2 separate regions of the Hordeum vulgare genome follow, and region 2 is linked to region 1. A link is a contact called in public Hi-C data. All regions are on one chromosome and are shown on one strand. Each heading gives the region's core, a stretch centred on a gene start, on an enhancer-like site or on the middle of the called end of the contact. The rest is flanking DNA. Distances are from core to core; before and after follow the strand shown.

What was found. A called contact is a pair of places that touch in the nucleus more often than the background predicts.
Region 2: a Hi-C map of leaf shows a contact between it and region 1, with 5 times the contacts expected there. The contact joins the enhancer-like site here to the promoter of LOC123404932 in region 1. A contact is called at or near these places in 3 of 6 Hi-C or Micro-C datasets (leaf and seedling).

Annotation. Positions count from the first base shown.
Region 1 is chr6H:295,275,981-295,283,900 of MorexV3_pseudomolecules_assembly, reverse strand. LOC123404932 (LRR receptor kinase SERK2-like) reads left to right here and starts at 4,921. Exons shown (of 11, transcript XM_045098837.1): 1 at 4,921-5,434; 2 at 6,030-6,162; 3 at 6,245-6,316. The coding sequence starts at 5,335.
Region 2 is chr6H:296,048,494-296,056,413 of MorexV3_pseudomolecules_assembly, reverse strand. No RefSeq gene overlaps it. Among protein-coding and RNA genes, the nearest start is that of LOC123402454, 330 kb to the right of the region's middle. Within about 2 kb of position 4,228, at least 1 of the 3 cell types and tissues checked has open chromatin away from gene starts, as enhancers often do. A contact at or near this core is called in leaf, where this site is marked.

The sequences.
Region 1 (7,920 bases), core at 3,672-6,171:
TCCTCTAGAAGGTGTCGAAGTATAGGATATTAATGCTGCTGCCGCCATCCATCAGTACTTTCGATAGAGTGTAGCCCGCCACCTGGGGACCAACGGCCAAGGCCAGGTCGCCCGGGTTATCTATTCTCGGCGGGTGATCCTCTCTGCTCCATGTTATGGTCTGTTCGGACCAGTGGAGATATCTGGGAACTGCCGGCTCAATTACGCTGTACGCCCGGTGATTTACCTTTTTATCACGTCTGCAAGCATTAGTGGTGAAAACATGGTATTGCCCATTACTTAGCTGTTTAGGATTGTTGCGGAAGCCCCCATGGTCATGCTGGTCCTGCGGAGCCCCTTGCGGGGGCGGCTGCTGGAAGACTCCTGGCGGGTTGTACCGCCGGTGGTGGTGCACCGGGTATTGGCCGCCGCCTGGCTACGGCCCCCCCTAAGCCTCTTGTTCGGGAAAACCGCCGAAGGGATTGTGCCTTTGGTTGGGCGCGGCGAGTTGGTCTTGGCGACGGTTCGGGTCTTCGCTCTGGCTCTTCTTGATCGCCTCGGCCCGAAATTCCCGCATCACGAAGCAGTTCTCCCAGGAGTGGCCCGCCGGGCCGTCGGCCGTGGCGTGGTGCGGGCAAGGGCCTTTGAGCAGCTCTTCGTAGTTACGCGGTCTTTTCCCGCTGAAGCCTCGATTCTTCTTTTTGCCGTCATTGGCGTTGGTGTTGGCAACCAGATCCGAGGGCTCCTCATGCGGCCTACGCTTGCCGTTGGTCCCCTGGTTATGACGGTTGCGGCCTTGGAGGCGGGTGTGCTTATTCGTTGAATCGCCCTTCTTGGGCGAGTTACCCTTACCATCCTCGCCGGGATCCTTGGTATCATCGGCTTCGGCGTACCTAGTGAGGGTATCCATCAGCTCGCCCATATCCTGGACTTTCCGTTTGAGTCGCCCCAGCTTCTGGACCAGCGGTTCGTAGTGGCAGTTGTGCTCGAGGATAAGCACAGCTTGCGCTGCCGTGATGCCATCCGATGAATGGATAATTTCCGCGACTCGCCGCGACCAATGATGCGCCGACTCATCCGGGCGTTGCACGCAGTGTTGTAAGTCGACGATTGTCATCGGTCGTTTGCAAGTTCCCCGGAAGTTTTTGATGAAACGTTCCTTCAACTCGGCCCAGGACTGGATAGAATTGGGGGGTAAATTCTTCAACCAAGTGCGTGCCGATCCCTCGAGCATCATGGTGAAATATCTGGCACAAACCGCCTCGTTTACGTCGAGCATGTCCATGGCGATCTCATAGCCCTCGATCCAAGATGTTGGTTCGAGGTCTGGTGTGTAATTAGGCACCTTTCTTGGTCCTTTGAAGTCCTTGGGCATTCTTTTGTTTCGAAGGGCCAGGGACAAGCAGGGCACCCCAACTCGCCCTCCGGTCCCCGCGGGAGGAGTCTGAGCCTCTTGAGTGTTGGGTGGACCTCCGCCCGGCGGGTCCCGCTCGGGCGGGTTGTCCTGCGGGAGGTGTCGCGGGGCGCTGTTTACGGCAGGCTGATCCTCCGGCCAACCCCTGGTATAGCTCGCCTGGGGGGTGGAGTGTAGCCGTTCGGGGCTGTGTGAGAACTGCGCGTTTTGGACCACCGCCGTTTTCAACATCTCAATGGCGTTCCTTGCTTCGATCTCAGCTGGGGTGTTGCCGTGGATCGGGAGGGACTCCAGATGGCGAGTTGCGGCAAGCACGTTATCCACCAGGTTAGAGAAGTGGCCTCGGGGGGTATGGAAACGAGGGATTTGACCCTCAGTCGGCTGAATCGGCGGGTTAGGAGGGCGGCCCATCCCTCCTGCTGGGGCGGCTCCCATCCCGGGCGTTTGGGGAGTGTCGAACAGGCGAGTCGGATTGAGATCATGGGGCAGGCGTCCCTGGTGCCTCCGCTGATGGACGGCGTCGGATGCGCGCTGCTGTCTTTCGAGCCGCCAATTGTCGGTGTTCAACCGCATCCTTTCGGCCGTAATCTGGGCCTGTCGAGTTTCCATCCTGGCGGACTCCGTCTCAGCATCCTGATGGGCCTTTGCCACCGCCTCCCTCAGCTTTGCTATCTCCGCATTTATCTCTCCTTGGTTCTCTGGTGTGAGGGGGGTTGACATTAGTCTTGTGATTTCCGCCGCTAAATCCACTAGGACTGCTGACGCACTTCTGGACGTCCCGCCGGCTCCATCGCCCCCGGCGGGGTTCGGTGCGGGTTGAGTCGCCCCGGCCATGTAGATGGCGATCTGGCGGCGGGTTCGATCGAGGATTTCCGGATCCATGGCCAATGACAAGCCCCCAAGACCGTCTCCGTGGAGGGACTGGATGGAATTGGAGTCGCCCATGGATGACTCGTCGTCAGAGTTGACGGGGGTGACCTCCTGAGCCGCCGCGCGCTCTGGTTCCTCCGATCCCTGTGTGAAACCCACAAAGACCGGGCGGGTCAGATTCCGGGTTATGACTGGATGAACGTACCTGGCCGGCTCGACGATGTCGGAGGAGGTGTCCGGCTCAGGAACGGGTGACCCGATCATGCCGATGAAGACGTTGATCTTGCCGAAGGGGACCCTGTAGCCTGATTCGAGAGAATTTGCTTCAGGTCCCCATCGCCTGTTGTCGATGTAGGCTATGCCGCGTCGGCTCCAAGTCATGAGCGCCGCCGCATAACTCCCAGACCCTGGTAGGGCTCCCTTTGAGAACTCAACTCCACGTGCGCAGGCCCCACGGTGGGCGCCAACTGTCGTGGTTTTGTCACGGCAGATGTCCTCGTGAAAGGACTTAGTACTGGAGCCATCGCACCTTGGTGGCGACTCAAAGGGGTTAAGCGAGAGAGACACGGTGATTTACCCAGGTTCGGCCCCTCGAGAAGAGGTAATAGCCTACGTCCTGCTCTGTGTGTATTGATGTGGATTCGATTACAAGGAAGGCGTAACTCGCCCTAACCTAGCACTCAATGATTTCTAACCTGCCTCTCCCCCTCCAGACTCGCCTTTATATATAGGTCGAAGCCTTAGGGTTTACAAGAGTCCCTTCCTCTTTACAAATCGTGACCACTGCGGTCTCTAAGCCGCCGTCTTGCAAAACTCAGAGTCCTTCCATAAATCATAATCATCCTGCGACTTGGAAACGCCCGGGTTGAGGCCCAACTAGTCATAAAGGATGAATCGCCTTAACAGTAACCCGGCCCATATTCGGCGGGTCACTTAACAAGCAATATCCCCAACAGGTAGGGTTTGTCTGGCGGCCCGTGTGAGAGTGGGACGAGGCGAGCACGGGATTGGTTGCAAGACGCGCGGAGCAGATTGGCCAAAAACCTAGTGCACGCGGGAGTCGACGAACCCAGCCAACCAACATGCAACGTGAGCCCACCTGGCGAGCAAAAACAACCGCAGGATGAAAATCAAGTTTAACTGTTGTAAAGATCTAACGACTCAGACACATGAAAAGGCTAATCGGACGGTCAGAGAAACCCCAAATCGGGGGAGCCCTTGGGAGGGCGGGTCGCCCAACATCCTTAGGGCATGTACATCGGTTTAGACAATGTCTGACTATAATGGCTTGACATGTCATGTGCAGACAACGCTAAGGGCAACATGTACATTGGGACCTTGTTTGGTCGGCTATTGAAACAAAAAACAATTTGACAAATCTTTTACTTGATCTAGACTTAACATTTGGGGATTTGATCGTGGCTGCTGAACTTACGCTGGATGGAAAGGCTAGACCGCTAGATCGACCACGGAAGGAGAAAACCGTTGTAATTGCAGACGGCCTCGATACAACGGTACATTGTCGTCTGTATCTCCCGATTTTCCTGCCCCGCAGATCGTCTGGTATTTTACCGACGACCTCTTTCCCTCTCTTGATTCTCTCTCCTCCACATCATTTAAAATCCTAATTATCAACTCTTATAGACAGCGACAGCTGATTGTACATCATTGTACATGCCCTTATAGGTTAGAATTGGCCCAAGTCCATGGGACCCACAGCCCACTAACATCTGGCCTCATAGGACATTCTTTATTCAAAGCTCTCTGAAATCCCCGTAAATAAAAGGGAGCTGCTAGGCGTCCACCGGTGGATCCGTATCAAATATCCATCACCCAAATAGCCGTCTGATTACGCGCGCGTAGCCGTCCGATCTACCAGTTGGGTCGCTTCTTTCGGTCAAATACAACCTGAAACAACAACCCAGTTGCGGAAACAATTGCTTTGTTGCGAAATAATTTTGGACCCATTAATTCTTGAAACAACAGTCGAGTTGCAGAAACAATTGCTTTGTTGCAGAATTTTTTTCTTCGTCTTTGTACAACATAGGTACTGTTGCGGAAGAATTTTTTGCAACAAAGATCATGTTGCAGAAAACTTTTACAACATAGATCAGCTTGTATAATTTTTTGTCTTCATCTTTCTGCAACATAGATACTGTTGCGGAAGAAATTGTTGTAACATAGGTACTTTTGCAACTGGCCTCAAGGGATCCAGATTCAGATCCTGCAACATAGGAGGTGCTGTGGTGCGCAAACTGCAACAAGCGCTAAGTTGCACAAGTGCAAGCTAGGTGAGTCTACATAAAACAAGCGTTGCACAAGCGAGAGGCTCTGCCCTTAAGGAATTCAGATTCAGATCCTGCATCATAGAACGTGATGCGGTACGCAATCTGCAACAAGCGTTAAGTTACAGAATGATAAACTATACGAGTTCAAATAAGACACGCGTCGCACGGACGAGACGGCGGCCGCACGATCAGCCGGCTGGAGCACAAGGTTTTCCTAAATAAAAAGAAAAACTTCGTTCACAAGGTCAAAACAATGATTTTGCTCTACGGGCGACGAGAGTGGGCACAAAGACCGCGTCCACGAGATCCTCGGCACACCGTCAGCAGATGCCCTCCTCCTGCTCCCTCCGTATTCTTCTCACTAGCTCCATCAATTCAGCCGCCCCACCACACCCCCTGTACTCCTTCACCACCACACCTCATCGCTTTCATGTGGGCCCTCAACTCCGTGACCCACAAATCGGCCAAGTTGTAAGATTCCTGTAAGCTGTAGCCTTCCTCCTCACCCAGCATAGGCGATGGTCCCGTCGCCCAGTAGAACAATTTACTATACAAGTCGGAGCATACACACACGCACTACGAACTTAATTAAAGCTACAGAAATTTATCCCACCCATTCCATTAGGGAAGAGAGGGAGGGAGGAAGAAAGAAGACGCCGAGCTATCAACGGCGACGCGGCGGCCCAGCAGATCCGTACAGCTCGGGGGATCTTGGGGAAGGGAGAACTGGTGGGGGCCGCCTATGCGTCGGTGAGGTGGGGCCCAGTCGGCGCTAGAGCAGGAATGGCGGCGGCGGTGTTGGGGGGTGGGAGGTGGCGACCGGTGGTCGTCGCTGTGTTGATGGTTGTTGCGGGGGTGGGCCATGTCGTCGCCAACACGGAGGGTAAGCTGCTTTGATCTGCTCATGGTCGTTGATGTGGGGATGCTGGTCGGTTGGTTTGGTGTATGGTTAGTGATTTTCAGTTGCTTTTATTAGCACAAGCTTGAGATGAACGGTCACATCCTGTACTACCTAGCTTTGCGCAGTCGAATTTGGTTGGAAGGGAATTTATTGTTCCGTATAGTTGATTTTCAACATTACATAGTTTCTCTAGTTTGGCCTGATTGGTCTGCTTTGTGTGTGTAAGGATAGATATCTGGTTCTTTCTTATTCCAAAGCAAAAGAATAAGCGCTGATGAGGAATTGCTATTTTGACTCTCAGGTGAGATATTTTACAAGAATGCAATTGTGCAACAAAGCATTCTTGTAAAGGCTTGCGATTAGAAATCCTTTGTTGCACAATTGCATAATTAAACAGTATACAAATTGATGGGCTGCTTGATAATCTCTTTACTTTGATGATTACATAGTTTTTGCCCAGCATACCTGTTTCCTTGTAATACTTGTTCCGTATATAGTCACTCAAGAAGCTTCTTTATATATTCTTCATAAGCTTGTATATGTCGGCCCATGCTAATTTACCTTTTGTCAATAATAGGTGATGCTCTGTATAACCTGCGTCAGAGCCTGAAGGATAGCAACAATGTATTGCAGAGTTGGGATCCCACTCTTGTTAACCCTTGTACATGGTTTCATGTTACATGTAACAATGACAACAGTGTAATTAGAGTGTAAGTTGACAAAAAACTCTCAGCATGCATACCAAAGGGTTCAAGAGTGATCATCTTCGTTATACCCTTTTGCTCTTTTCAGTGACCTTGGAAATGCACAATTATCTGGTGTACTAGTGTCCCAACTTGGGCAGCTGAAAAATCTCCAATATTTGTAAGTTCTGGATGCCATGCACTACATTTTGCAAACTGTAGACTGGCACTTAATACATCTTATATGCAAATTTGGTAAAATATAGTACTAAAAGCTTGCCGCTTCTTATATTCATACAACATCTTATTATTTATTTACTCTAATCGTTTGGTGTCGATGGTGTGACTTGGATCTATTGTTCTCTAGTGGAACACATGCCTTACATAGAGGGGTTACAACCGCAGATGCACTCCACCTAATTTAAGAAATCCTTTCCTAATTCAAGCACTTCCCTAACTTACTTGGCAAGAAATATCAACAGTAAGCAACTTGGGTTCTGCAATCTCAGTTGTGCCCAACTCTTCTTCCTAGTTGCTGCTAACCAGGTCTCGGTAGTTCCACATTACATGAGCAGTGGTGAAAGGTCAGATCTTGTGCCGACAGTGCAACTAATCGACTAATCGAGGGACCCTTCATGAGCGTATGCCTGATATCGCTATGAACTTCGTCGAAGGTTTCCTCTATGTCAAATTGGCTATCTGGTCATTGACAACTTCTCCAAATATGCCCACTTCACCCCTCCAGGTCATCCTTATTCACTTAGCTCTATGGCTCAGGTGTTATTTGATTAGGTGCATGGCATCCCAAGTTTCATTATCTGGCACATCCTTGTTTGTGATCAATGATGATTGGTACCATGATTCCAGTCATGTTGCAAGGGCGTGTGCTTTGAACTATGTCTTTTGTCTTATGTACCTGCCATGCTCCTGGAACTAGGCAAATCTTGGTAAGATGGACTTGTCTTCCAGAGTGAGGCTGTCTAGGAGAATATTACAGAAACCAAGCAGCACTAAACTTTTTCTAGCTTCACGGTGAGTCGTTTGCCATGAAGAGGGGTGATGAGTTGATGACACTCACGTGGGAACTCTCCTACTGCCGGAGACTTAGAGCTACCAATGTTCAGACACAAGATTTATGCGTAGTTGGGCTGAATCTAGGATTGCTGTTCCTTGACCAATACTTAAGAGCTAGGAGTTCGAAGTAAGGGAACCTATATTGAATTTAGAGTTATGTCTGGTTGAAACCCCCCTATACAAGGGGACTGAAGTATCAGTAAGGGAAAGTAGTAATTACTCTATCCTCACATTCCTGATTTTTTTCTCCTCACTCCTCGGCCTCAGGGCCTCTAAGCACGTGGAAGACAGCTGGTTCCAAACTAGGGTTTGGCACCTCTCAAGCCTGTAATGCACTCACTGCGGGATTACATATGAGTTAACTTGCTATTTGATTTACTAAGTTGGGTCTATTTATGTATTTCCCCTTCACAAGAGTTGTGATTGGTCACGAATGTCACACCTGCCTCCCTAATCTTACTCCAACGACAAATGCCCCTCCCAACCTGCATCACTGCCCCACAGTAGTGTAGCGTCTTTGGCGGAGATGGCCTAACTGGTCTGTTTACTGTATCTTAGGACTAGCCTTACAGATAAGATCCTTGTGCAGATAGTGAACTGAACCTTTAAATGAAGCTTCACATATTTTGGGTAGAAATCCAGAAACTCTGTAATCTTTGTGCACAATCCTAGTCTGGGAGCCTTGGCGCAGAGGTAAAGCTATTGCGTTGT
Region 2 (7,920 bases), core at 2,979-5,478, 770 kb before region 1:
GGTGATGTAGACTTGCAGGGTAGCGATATGTTGTTCTTGATCGACCACTGTGCTCTTCTCGAGACAGTGGACGTGTAGGGGTGAGGGGAAATCCAGGGCAGGAATTGAGGTATTCTTCAATAAGGTAACGAAGAAGGTGATGTGTCGCTTTTGTGAAGCAGACTTGGAGCTTGAGGGTTGGGTCTTCGTCTTTTGGGAAATCCAAAGTTGAGAAGGGGCTCCAAGTCCCCTCTTGCTGGGTAGGTGGCGGTAGCTTGTCCTTCTTTCATTTTCGAAAGAAGTTCTCGAAGATAGAGAAGGGCTTCGTAGGCTACCTGCTGGATAGACATGTCCCTTGTTGGCATAGGTGGTCTAACAAAGAACCAAGTCTAGGGCCGTGTTTTGTGTAGTATGACCAGTTTTACATAGAACTCAGTTTCGAGCTCACCATTATTCAACTCATGCAGGGTGTACATCAGCTACGAAGGGTAGTGGCATTGCTGGAGACAGCTTATACATCTCCAACACATCAATAATTTATGAAGTATTCATGCCATGTTTGCCTATGTTTACAACACTTTTATATGGTTGTGATAAACTTTATATGATTTCTTCAGAACTAACCCGGACGGACGCATGCACTTTATATGATTTGTTTAGAACTAACCCAGACTGACGTTGTTTTCAGCAGAATTACCATGGTATTGTTTTTGTGCAGAAAATGAAAGTTCTTGAAATCGCCCGAAACTTCTATATATTTTTTCTGGAGGAAATAAACAATATTGGAGCAATGAATCATTGGAGGGGAGCCAACTATGGACCACGGGCCAACAAGGTGCCCCCTAGGCCATGTCGTGATGGCTGTGTGGCCCACATGGCTTCATTCGGCATGATTCCAATGCTGAAAAATCCTATACATACTAGAAATGCTAGAAATAAAAATAGATCTTATGATCTGCCACCGCAACTCTTTGTATCGATGAAAAACCAATCTTGAGAGAAAACAACAGCGAAAACAGGAGAGAAACAAAGAGAGTGATCCAATCTCAGAGGGGCTCTCGCTGCTCCGGGAGCCATGACGGCCAAGGACGAGAGGAAGAACCTCTCTCTTGATGGGGAGAGGCCATGGAGGAGGAAGCTTAAGGGGGGTACTCTCTCCCCCTCTCTTTCGGTTGCGCTGAAGTGCCACTAGAGGAACCATTGCCGCGGTGATCATCTTCATCAATATCGCCATCTCTATGGAACCTCGACTCAGAGAGACTGGAACACCCCGTATTCCAGACTAGAGATCAAGTCTTCCGGAATACGACACTACCTGGCATAGAACAAATCTACTCTTTATTACAAATATTCGGGGATACAAGGGTTCCGATATAACGGTGGATTCCATGGGCACACGACACTACGCGTGCTTAGGTAATTCTATGCTAGCCGCAAAACAACTTGAAGCAGCGGAATAACTACTAGAAGCGGAACAACGACGACAGTGATGAACACCAATCCACAGGGACTCTGGCTGGACCGCTTATCCTAGCTCGCAAACTTGGGATCCTAAGCAATCAATCATGGCATGACTAGCAAACTGGCATGACATGTCAGGTTAGTACTTTGAATCTACTCGCAAGAACACAATGACCAAAGCAACAAAGACAAGCAACAACATGGCATTTACATGTTAAAGTTTAATGATGAACATGATACATCGAGAGCAATATGACAAAATACCGCTAGAATAACATCAGATGAGCATGGCATGAACATGTTACTCAAGGCATGAACAAATATGACACTAGCATTCAACATGTTTAACATATCATGGACCAACTTACTCTGTTCGGAGGTTACCCTGTAACCACCATAGATATACCAATCTTTCTTACCGTCATGGTCATCATGGGAACACGCTACCACTATCAAGAATAACGTGGTGATTCTCAAAGATCACCTTATCATTATCAAGAATACCGCCGTGATCCTCCCGTGACCACATAAAGATCAAGCAACTTCTTTCTCATTGAACCAAGGTTATTTATTAGCCAGGTTATTATTACTGTTGACCCATAGTGTGACCTCCTATGAACTGGGCTCATATCCGTGGGCACGGCTATTTATAGAATATACACACTCTGCGAAGGTTAGTACAATGTACCCACACCAGGCAGGTGGACCTACGGCGTTCATACAAAACCAATCTATTGCATGACACTCTCCCGCCCCTCCGACCAACTCCCCTTTGGGGTAAGTCATGGGTGGTGCCGGATGTCACTCTCGACATCAAATGGCCACCACCATGGCAAAACAAAAACGACCCCAAACGTGGACAAAGGCACCTACAACAACTACGAGTAGACAAGGTTATCGCCGCCTACCCGGCTAGGATAGCGTGCACGCATAACCTTCCCTACTTGGGGCACCGACAAGAGACATGACAATAGAATGCATTAAGGCCTTCCCATATATGCAAGTGTGGCTGCACTGGTTAGCTCGACTCGATGGCACTATGACTCAGCCAACACGTGTTCAAGTTCGATAGAAGTCTAGTTTAACTTGCATGATGATGAGTGGAGTCGTAATAATAAAAAGTATGATGAAATGATAATGCATAAGACCAGGATATCAACATGAACAGGGATGAGCAACATAACTATTTAACATATCAACGACAATAAATCATTCTCTAGATGCAAATGAGTATGGCATACTTATGGTCATGAATATTACAAGTGTAATGTATATAATAAAATTTAAGATGGACCTAGCATGATCACTAGCACCAGAAAATAATTACCATAAAAGTAATTACTCAACCAACTAGTTGCAATTGATCATGGCGTAAAGATAAGCAGGGATTCGCAAGAATGTATATAGCATTCCAAAAATATTAACATGCCCAAAGTATATAAATAGTCAATTATAAAACCATGGCTACTCTAAGGCCAACATGGAGGTGGCTGTCATGGCTTGCCTGGCGTGAAGGGTTCTCCGGGAGTAAGTGCAATGAAGCTCGTGGAAAGATTCTCCGGAACGTTTATTTCTTAGAGGGGGCTCATTAGGGGCAAAGGCAAAATGGTCATTTTCACAGTGTATCACATCATGAAAATGGTACAACAGAATGGGCTCGACAAACAGATCATGTGGGCTTTGGAATCACCTGATTCGGAGTTACGGTCGGTTATGGATAGTTGAAAGTTAGGGACTTATTTGTAAAACAAATATGTACAAACCAGCCCCTGACTAAGTAGATAGTAAACGTCTTCCGTGAAAATACGCCTTGTGCAAAAGAACATGTATTCCAGCTATAGAAGAACCAGAGTACGCTTTCTAACTTGGAAAGCATATTCTAGATAATACGTTTCAACTAAAGTTGCGGGGCCGACCATCGGTTTCACTTATAGGCGGGCCCCGTGTTGATTCTCTATGTTCTGTCGCCCACCTTCTTCCACCTCGCGACCACGGGAATAGAGGAGGGTCCGAGTGCATGTCGGCGCCCGTCCCGGCTCCAGCGGCCACCTCCGGCGACGCTCGAGCTACTGGCCGGACCGGGGGGCTTCCGACAGCTTGGTCCACGCTCATAGGATAACTCGGGGCTGAGTGGGTCGTTGACCATGGCGGCTGATGGCGTCGGCCATCATGGGGAACACTCGGCTCGGCCACCGGGAAGGAGCTAGGGTGGTGTGGATTTTTGAGGAGGCCAGGGGATCGCTGTGGTGAGGTTCCGAGGGTGAATGGGGCTCCGATGAGCTTGAATTTACGTGGACCGAGGCGGAGCTCATGGCGGGAGTGAGAGGTCTGGAGGAGCTCCGGGAGCGAATTGAGAGGCCGGGGAGGCGTCTAGGAGCATGTAGGAGAGCTTGGTGAGGTTGAGAAGCCTCGGGGAGGGCTATATATAGCCGGACCTCAAGATGGGGCGAGAACGACCACGATGACGCGTGTGCCGGCGCTCTGGCATGAATCAACGATGCGAAGGGGAGGGGCGGTGTTTCCAGAGGCTACACGAGGAGGAGAGAAGACCCAAGCATGCTTGAAAAGGCTCGGGGCGATGCGGGCGATGCGGGCGATCGGCCGACTGCGGAGCAGCCCGCGTCTGCCCCTCTACACGGCCTCCGCCCTGCGTACGAGATGACCTGAGAGGGGGAGAGAGATTCAGGGTGATGGCCATGGTACAGTGGAGCTACTAGACATGGCGAGATACCGATAGCTTGAGGGAACGTACGAGAACATTGGGAACATACGAGAACAGTGGTCACAATTGCGAGAGCGCGTGGACGGACATGCCAAAGATATAGTCACCGCGTGAACGTGACAGTAACTCGTGCTCTGAGCAGCCAAAGGCGATTGTTCATTCACAACTGAGTGTGAAAGTGCAAATGAATAAGAATAGTAACCATAGATATGACCATAGCTTGCTCTAAGACAACAGAACAACAAAGTGTGTGTTGTGGAGTGAACAATACAAATGTGGAGAGAGACTCTGATCTTTGGCTTAGAGTGATCAAACGGATGAAGTGAACTAGCACTTGTTGCACAAAGTGTCAAACTGGACAGAACTTAATATGTTCAAGTAGCCCTCACTTAGATCGTTGGACTGCGTTGAATTTTGATGAAGGATAGTTATTTGGGCCTATGAACGTACTCTAAAAGTTGCATACCATTTGGACATAGAAAAATAGTACTTAGTTCACAATGCTTCATTATGGACAAAAACTTAGAAAAATAGGAGAGGGAAAATGGATAGGTAAAATGGTCTCAAAGTTTGTGGATATAGGTTATATGGGTAGGAGCATGTCCTGTTAAATGTTCAGCAATAATGAAGCAATATAAAATACAGTTGCTTCAGAAACTAAAAATGTGACCAGAATCAAAGATTTGATGGTGAGCTCACATACATAGATGACATGAGCTCAAATTCGGAGGAGAGCTATGATTTGATGATATGGAGGATGTGACAAAAAATTAACTCATTTGTATATGCCTAGCTAGTACCTCCTTCACAAAGTTCCTTTCTGAACACAAACTTCGGAAAATAGCTGAGGAAAAATTACTAGGCAAATCAAGTTTAATTTTGGCATGAGATAATGATATGGATAGGAAAGAGTTCTCAAAAAGCTTGAGGGCAATCAAGAAAAGATAAGTTACACTTGCTTCTCAAAGTGCCATTTAGGGAGAATACAAAAATAAATATTTGTGAATAAGTTATGAAAATTTCTAGGAAGGGTTTGGACATATTTGAGGAAGATATGTCCCAAAGTATTTATGATAATTATTTGGGAATTTTGGGAGTGGTAGAAATATAGGTTGATTCACAACCTAGAGCAAAAAAGAATTATTCCTTTAATAGAAAAAGGAATATTCCCACCAAAAAGAATTTGGTTAGCGCAAAGATGGAAATGACATGATCTTGGGATGGATTTGAGAATGACAAGCCACTTTGACACTTGTGAAGAGATGATCTTCCCAAGTTTCAATACCACATAGCCACAGAAAAAGACTTCAAAGAAAAAATCCAAAGAAAGAAAAAAAAGAAAAAAAGAAAGGACCAAAATACAGGGTGTTACAAATCTTCCCCCTTAAAGAAATCTCGTCCTCAAGATTTGATTGCTCAGGGAACAAGCATGAATATGTTGACTTAGGGGTTGTTCAGAATCCCACCAGCTCCGGGGAGCTGTGAGCCAGCAAACCGGGGCTCCGCAAATTTTAACTATAACTCCATCAGCTCCGGTAGTGGCGCTTTGGAGCGGAGTACCTCCGAACAGGGCCTTAAGGAAACTATTTCCAACTCGGGTATCCTTTTATGTTTATATGATGTTCCCCCTTGAATTTCATATGGCTTGACTGCTTGGCTCTGGGGTGGTTTGCTTCATTGTATCCTTATTCACACAAGTATTACCTCACGTGTTCATGCTTATGCGGGCTCCCATTTATTTCATATCTGTCGGCTTAGCTGGAGTGTGATCGATTATCATGACAAACCTACATGCCCTTCTCACAAGTCCGAGAGTGATTTTCGATGGACGTGTCGTTCTTATATACCATACTGAAACATTCCATGGGATTGTGAACAAATTTCCTCGATGGACACGAAACATTTTACTCCCTGCATTGGGTTGGTCAACTAGGTGTATGTCCTCCGGGTTTAGAACAGTGTTGTGAATAACAACCGTTTTCCTGGCGGAATCTGACTTCTCGGCGGGATTCCTGTAGCATCTTTGCTAGTTCCACTGTCTTAGGTGTCAAATATGTACCAAAGACTTGACTATCGACTGTCATGGCGAGTATAAAGAAGTACTACATTATAATAGTAGCATCTTGACGGATGGTGGTTCTGACAGGAGCATCTTGTTCTCGGCAGGGTATCCTTTAACTGATTCCCATACACGAGAGCACATGCTCCAAGGATGTTGCTCAACATTCAGATTTCTCATTCTGTCAGTATATCCATGTGTATCACAGACTGTGTGATACTTTAACATGGTCGCTGGAGTGAGTCTTTTTATTTGGCCTTTGGTCTCCAAGACAGGCTTGGATATTCGATACTGACAATTCTGAGCATATAGTGTTGGTTGACGGGTTACCTTGATAAGAGGTCCATATAGATTAAGTAGACCCCTTAGGTGTATATTCCCGGTGATCGATACCGAACCTGGATGTCTTGGTTGTGTTTACTATATTGTTCATGCAACAATTAACAAACATGTATTGCCGGCCTTGCTCCTTCATTGTTGTTTTATTTGTCTGGATCCTTTGCTGAAAGAACTTGTCCATATATATATATATATATATATATATATATATATATATATATATATATATATATATATATATATCTTCAATTCTTCGTGTGAGCAGATGTATTGACGGGTGCAATATTTTGGATAAGCACTCCCAAAATTGTTGCCCCATGTTGTCTTTCTTGAAAACTTGTGAGTCCTTGCATCACCCACTGAAGTCTATAACTGGGTTTCTTCCTCTTGTAAAACTGGTGAGTTTGTCGGATTCTTACATTGACTTCATCATCGTACGAGTGACTTGCAAGAACTTGGCAGCAAGCTCACAATATATATATGAGAATACATATAGCTCAACACTTGATTCACGAGGCACACACTTGTGTCCTGACTGATTTCTTGTTTCTGACAACACCGTTGTGGATCTGATCCTTGAGATACACTACCATATGCTGCCATAGAGCTATGTAATATCTTGCACCAGTGCCATACTGAGGAAAGTTGGACTACTTGTGTTGGAAGTTGTCGAGAATATCGTGATGAGGAAGCCTGCATAGCTTAGGCTCAAAGCTTTCATCGGGGTAGCTTGTTGAGGAAGGCTCGGTACCGCACTTTGGAAGTCCCCCCTTAAAGACTCACCGGGGAAGACTCCGTACCTTATGTTGGAAGCTTTTGTAGTAGCTCCTGGAAGTAGCCTGGGTATCGTGCACGGAAGTCATCCACGTATCGTACTAAGGAAGATAGAGCAATCTTGAAGTGGAAGCTTCTCAGCTTCTTGTAGTCTATCATCCCTAATAAGCGAGGCTGTCACATACACCACCGCTCAGAGGAACCGACATCCTCGTCGGGCCATCGGAGCATTCCCTCTTGGCACAAATGTTTGTGCATCTAGTCAAGTACATGTTCCATGTCGTGTGCCACGACAGGTCACAAACGTCATGAACACGCCCCGGACACACCCTCCGTTGGTTGTTACTCCTCGCGGGATCTAGACTAGCCCCACATATTAATACTAGTCTTTTCTGTGGACTTTGTCCTCACTCATGCGCACCCGGGATCAACTTCCTGGTAGGTCACCCATCCTAGAACTACTCCAAGCCGGGCATGCTTAACCTGGGAGTTCTGTTCGAATTGGCTCCCGGAAAAGAAGGAATTCCTTATTGATATGAGTAGTCTATCATCCCTCATAAGCCAGGATATCACACTTCTATCATAG